Linked DNA regions of Rattus norvegicus: region 1 is linked to region 2. The links are chromatin contacts, called in public Hi-C maps. All regions are on one chromosome and are shown on one strand. Each heading gives the region's core, a stretch centred on a gene start, on an enhancer-like site or on the middle of the called end of the contact. The rest is flanking DNA. Distances are from core to core; before and after follow the strand shown.

Region 1 (3,046 bases), core at 363-2,862, 210 kb before region 2:
CAGAAAGTCTTGCACATGTCACTAGGTGCTAGGCCAGGGAATTACTCCCAGTCCCCAAATGACTCACTAATAATCAACAGCTCATCACGGTGGCAAAATGGCTATAATTTCCAAAATGAAATTCCTTAGTGAGTTCACCTTACAGAACGCTAGTATTGCTTTTCTCAACTTTTGCTGGCTGTGCAGTTCTCACTCACCCCTCCAAGTTCCTTTATGTCTTTTTGGAGTTTTTCACATATGGTGATAGAAGGCAAGTCAAGGTAAAATATTTTCCCCCAAAGCGGCTTATATTTGGATTTTTCCAGTCTATTATCAGCTTTCAGGGATTTCAAAGATGGTCTATTCTTTTCATTTTTGTCTTGGATGCCACCTGCGATTAAAAAAAGAATCAGGCCATGTTTTATGCAGACACAATTTAACTGTTTAACAATATTCAACAGCTTTATTACAGAAAGGAGACATTATTAGTCATAACAAATTAAGCCATTAGAATCTAAATGTTTTCCCGAACTTTACCACTTAGGATGAAGGCAAACTGCTGCACTCTATGGTTTCTACAAATTCTGTACTGGAGAACAAGAGCTGAATCTTACTCCTGTTCCATGTATAAAGGCAAGGAACTCTATAAAGACATTCTTGAAAACTTACTCTCTCCCGATGTAAACTTCATATTGGTATTAGCAGGTCTGTAAAGACTCAACCCAGGTGTTTAAAATATTAAAAGCGTATTTACCTAGGCACCCGCACACGCTTATCTAGAATAAACAACCTAATTCTCCAGGGTTACCGAATGCTCATACTTGGGTTTCATAGTTTGTCTAGTACTTAAAAGAACTAAAGGATGGAGTTCATGCACTTTGTTTACATATGAGGAACTTAGGTTCATTCATGTCCTTTTTTTTATTTTAAAAGCAGATGAGTATCAAACAACTTCTCTAAACTTTTCGAACACAACCTGCACTTTAGTACTTAGTTAATAGACACACATGTGTATCTCTTAGGAATTTTCCTTATAATGGATTTTTATTTTTATATGAAATATTGAGATTGAAATCTGCTTTTGTCTATGAGGTTGAAACACACACACCTCCGTCTCCCTAATGAGTGACGGGAACTAACAGTCACAAATGGCAGTGGGTGCCTCCTCCGTGGGGCGGTGTGGCCATCGGAGACCCTGCTCATTGTCTGAAGCTTGCAGCCCCGGGAATGCCGGATCGCTCGCTGCTGAGGCGGGGAGAGCACGAGGGGCCCGGGCAGCGTCGGCCCCTCATGGAGACCAACACCGAACGCCTTCCGGGCGCCGAGAACCCAGAGAAATGCAAAAGCACAAGAAGTCGGGCAGGAAGACTCTCTAGAATCTACCGTGGAACCGGCAGGGTAGGAAACCATTAAAGGGACCGCGGCGGGGGAGGGGCTCCATACCAGGGAGAGGTGCTTTGCTGTGGATCCTCATGGTCTCGAGGTTCATGGCAGCCACCAAGCACCTACATGCTGGGTCCGCACCGGGGGCCGCATGGGACGGCCCCGAACACAAAGCTCCAAGGGCCCACCGGCCCTGGCCTCGGCCCCGGGCGGCGTCCGCTGGCCGAGTTTCAGGGCCGGTTCCGGCGCGGAGGCTCGGAGCAGGAAGAGGTTGTAGCTCCGACGTGGGAGCTGCGGCGGTTAAAGATTTGAAAACGCGTCACGCGACCGCGGCGCCAGACGCGCTCCCCGCCCTAACTACGCCGGGCGGGCCTCGCGCGCCGAGAGCCCCGCCCCCGGGTGGTGGCCCCGCCCACGCTCCGCCCCCAGCGCGCGGGCTTGCGGTGCCTCAGACCCCTGGTCTCCGGCGTCCTCTTCGGGTTCTGGCGCCGCTCTGCAGACTTGGGAGTGTGGGGCAACCCGGGCAGTGGACGCAGTTAGCCTCGGAGGCTTCAGCACATTGCGGTCATCACCTTCTAGGTTTGCTGGAACCACGGCCTTGCAGTTGCCTCGCCACCAGGTACTCCCATTAACCCGGTGTGGGACGCAGGGCCGGCTCTGGGCTCCCGCCGACCTGCAGACAGGCCGCAGAGGTCCTGGGTGGCCGTGGTGGCGGCGGGGCCGGGGTCCACCCGCCTGACCCGGCTCTTGCAGCCCTTTTGGTACTTTTGCTCTGTACAGACCTGTATTTTCTCTCTGTGTGTATGGTTTCTTTTTTGCAGCAATGAAAGAGTGGGAAATGAAGTCTCAGGGTTTTTTTTTATCTGTAAAGCGGGAATAGTTACGAGATTATGGTCCAGACGAAATTCAAGTGCCTGATTTGTTTTAAAATGCCTCACAAAACTTGTTTGGCGTATACTTCTGCTCTCACCCTTACAGACGTTAATGTTTTGTACTGTTCTGCATTTCTTAACTCCTGGCTATGGTAGACACTCCTTATAGTATTGATTTTTGAGGGAGTACCTCAGGACAGTGCAGATAAGTATATTCAGGCACAGATAGGTGAATTGTGAGACTGTTAGCCAAAGATGACATCAAGACGGATTAGGTTGCCAAAAGAAATGATTTTGTTTTGAACAGGTTAAGGATGGGAGCTGGAGTGACAATCATGGGTCTGCCCTTATTAAACTGATTTAAGAGAGTTAGAGATAATTTGTAATCGTAAGAAATATCTAGAAGAGGGGAAATACATGTTAAGAGACATTTTACTGGTTGGGGATTTAGCTCAGTGGTAGAGCGCTTGCCTAACAAGTGCAAGGCCCTGGGTTCGGTCCCCAGCTCCGGAAAAAAAAAAAAAGAGACATTGTACTGATGAATATGAATTTATAAATAGGTGCTTAACAGATCTTGAGAAGGAGGAGTTATAGTTTGAGCAAACATTTAAAAAAAATTTGGGGGGAGGGGATTCAGTTTTCAAAGCGTAAGCTCCAGGAAAAACACAGAATCTCCATGTTTGTGAAATGGTTTACATTTCTGAGAAACACTGATACAGAATAGAATTAAAGCCACGAGGGAGAGCGGAATGCCTTGGAGTGGTGCTTGTGAGATGAAGAAGTGGAGAGGGTAGGGGAGTGCAGAGAGGGAC
Region 2 (2,915 bases), core at 343-2,842:
GAGCTCGGTTACATTTCCACCAGATCAGCTTCTTCCAACTTCAATGTCAAACCACAGGGAAGTTTGAGTCTGCAGAAGCTCTGATGAGCATAATGACTCAAGAAGCACCGTTTAGGCTGAAACCTGCTTTGAAATCAATTTCGTTTAAAAAATCATTTTAATATCTTTCAATGATGTGACTATCCGACTAGCTTATTTTTCTATGTATCTAACTTAAAAATTTGCCTCATTTTAAAACAATACAATAAAGCCCGTTTGTCCCCAAAAGCTTGTATTCTACACAGCACAAATAATATATTCCATCTTATTTTGACCACTTACAATGCAAACTGTGAGCGAAGGTCTTCCTGAGACACATGGATACTCATTAGAATCCAACTTTTTAAAAGTTGCTTAAATATCGAATGTAACCTACTACAGATATCTGCAATCTGCTTAAGATGCCAGCCACGATTTTACACAAGGGAAAAAAAAATTAAATAGACATAAACCAGAGAGGCAGGAAAGGTTTCATCATTTACCTGATAATTGGAGATTATCACTGGTTGATGATTAACCAGTATGATTGAACAAAATCATTTTCACAGAGCTTATTGGCTCTGAGTGGTTACTAAGAAATGGACGCCTAGAATTTTATAAGGCTTAAAAGAAAATGTATCAGCGTGTTCAAAAATCAGCTTTTTCTGAATTCTTGATTTATATAGATAGTGACTATTTATTTCTCTATTTCCCGGAGGAAGGGATACGTTTACAACCAGGAAGCATTTAAATAAAGGCACATCTCCCAATAAAGGACTGGCTGGAGGAGTAGGAGTCTTCCATAATCCCGCAAGCAAGCAGTTCTAGCACAGTAGTTGACAAGACTTAACTAGCTAATACAGATTCGGGCCGAGTGAAAGGCGTGACAAGATACACGCCAACAAGAGAAAACAACAGACCGCCCTGGGATGTGGGAGCATCTTAGTAACTACTACAGCTGGATGCTGCTCTTCCTCCGCCCTCTTCTACTCAGACACTAGCTGACCGCTTCAGAACAGATCCTCCCCGACTCCGCCCCGGCCCTCGCGGGGCAGCCTCCAACCGAGGACGCCCAGACCCGAGGGCTGGACCACCGCCTCGCGGGGAGAAGCTACCGCCCCTCTGCAGGGCCCCGCTCGTCCGCGGACACGCGCGGCGCGGCCCGCAGCGCCGAGCCCCAGCACCTCCCTCAGCCCGGCGCCGGCAGCCCCGCACCTGCACACGGTGATCAGGTTCCTCCTCTCCACCGCAGCGTTGCGGGCGCTCAGGCTCTTCTTGCCGCCGCCGCGGCTCCCGCTCAGGCCCCCCAGGCTCCGGGAGGCCATGGCGGGCTCACCTCCGCGCCCCCTTTGTCTCCAGCGGTCCCGCAAGCCTAGCACACCTGTGACCTGCGGCCTTCTCTCAGGATGGCAGCCCGCGGGGCGGGAGAGGGGCGAGGAAGGAGCCGCGGAGCAGGCAGGGTGTGTGGAAGGCAGTGGAGCACCCGCGCCCGCCACCCTGGTGCCACGCGCGCGTGCACACACGCTCACACACAAGCTCACTCACACACACACGCTCACTCACACGCACGCACGAGCCACCTCCGCCCTCGCTCGCTGGCTCGCGCGCCGCGCGCGCCGCCGCCGCCGCCGCCGCCGTCCACGAGAGAAGCGCGGGCGGGCTCCAAGTCGGGAGCTGCGCTGCTTCCCTAGGGGCGCCGCAGTAGCAGTGCGCGGGCGAGCCTGTCAGCCCCGCAGGCCTAACCGCACGTCATTCTTCTAGAAGGGAGGGGGCCGCTGAGGTGAAGCCCCCACGCCAGTCTCATGCAGCCCCGCCCCCTGCACCTATGGGAACAAAGCCGCTCCAGAGAGAACCAATGGTGAGAGGCGGGGGCGGAACCCTCCCCAGGAGCCTTTAAAAGGGCTCACTTAAACCCCGCCCTGGCGCGTGGGCCTCTGTCAGAATGAGGGCTGGTCTCGTGCGGCTTCTTGGTGCGCGCGGCGAGGCAGGGTGGCTTGGAAAACCGGCTTTAATGTGCCTAATCCGCAGCGACTCTGGTCCGCAGCCACCCTGACAAGGCTAAGTCTCAAATGTTCATGACAGATTCCTTGTTCTGGAGCTTCAGTAGCCTCAGCAGGAGAATGCCTCAGTTGGGGGATAGGGGATGGGGTTATCTAGAACAGAAGAGTACCTTTTGGACCTCTTTGAGCCTGACAAACAACGACACAATTGCATCAGGGAATGTGCCCGTGACATTTCTCTTCACGTGAATCTGGTTAGAATTCTTGATGTTCCTCGCCTCATCTTCCCACCGGTCTTCTCCAGAACAGCCTAAAACTCAATTGATCATAGAAAAATGAGTGTTGTGTGGATGTCCAGCCTAGTGTTCTGTGCAGTGAGATCTGAACTGAGTTGCAGCTCATGAGCCGTGGGGAGGTCTGACCAAGTGCAGAGGGAAATCCTACCTTGGAGGCCTGATAAGTAGCTTGGAAGGACCTCTTTGCAGAGTCTCCACTTCCTCTGGCCTGATCTCCTGGCTTGAGGCCCTGACCTCTGGCATTCACCTCAGACTACTGTTCATCTGCCTTTAAACCAGTATATCCAGACTTCAGGGTTTTGGGGGTTTGTTTGTTTGTTTGTTTTTTAATTTTGAAAATCTAAAATCATCAGGACAAAGTCTCACCTCTTTAAACTATTAAAAAATAATTAAAAACAGAACATACATTGGAGATTACTTTTCTAAGTCCGAGATTATAAGTGTCTAAGGAAATGCATAGAAAACCATTAATTATTAAGAAAATTTCTAGAGCAAGGACAGTAGCATACGTTTGCAATTCCAGAATTCTGATGACTTAGGTAGAAGGAATACCTTGCTTTATTAATTATGTTTGTGTTGTTGTGACTAAAATGGGTTAATG

The links. A called contact is a pair of places that touch in the nucleus more often than the background predicts.
Region 1: a Hi-C map of frontal cortex shows a contact between it and region 2, with 1.6 times the contacts expected there. The contact joins the promoter of Dbf4 here to the promoter of Rundc3b in region 2.

The regions. Positions count from the first base shown.
Region 1 is chr4:26,630,152-26,633,197 of GRCr8, reverse strand. It overlaps Dbf4 (DBF4-CDC7 kinase regulatory subunit), which reads right to left and starts at 1,612. Exons shown (of 12, transcript NM_001191748.2): 1 at 1,423-1,612; 2 at 198-370. The coding sequence starts at 1,468. Slc25a40 (solute carrier family 25, member 40) reads left to right here and starts at 1,815. Exons shown (of 12, transcript NM_001393710.1): 1 at 1,815-1,981.
Region 2 is chr4:26,416,365-26,419,279 of GRCr8, reverse strand. Rundc3b (RUN domain containing 3B) reads right to left here and starts at 1,592. Exons shown (of 10, transcript NM_001047116.2): 1 at 1,234-1,592. The coding sequence starts at 1,343. It also overlaps a transcript of Abcb1a not described here.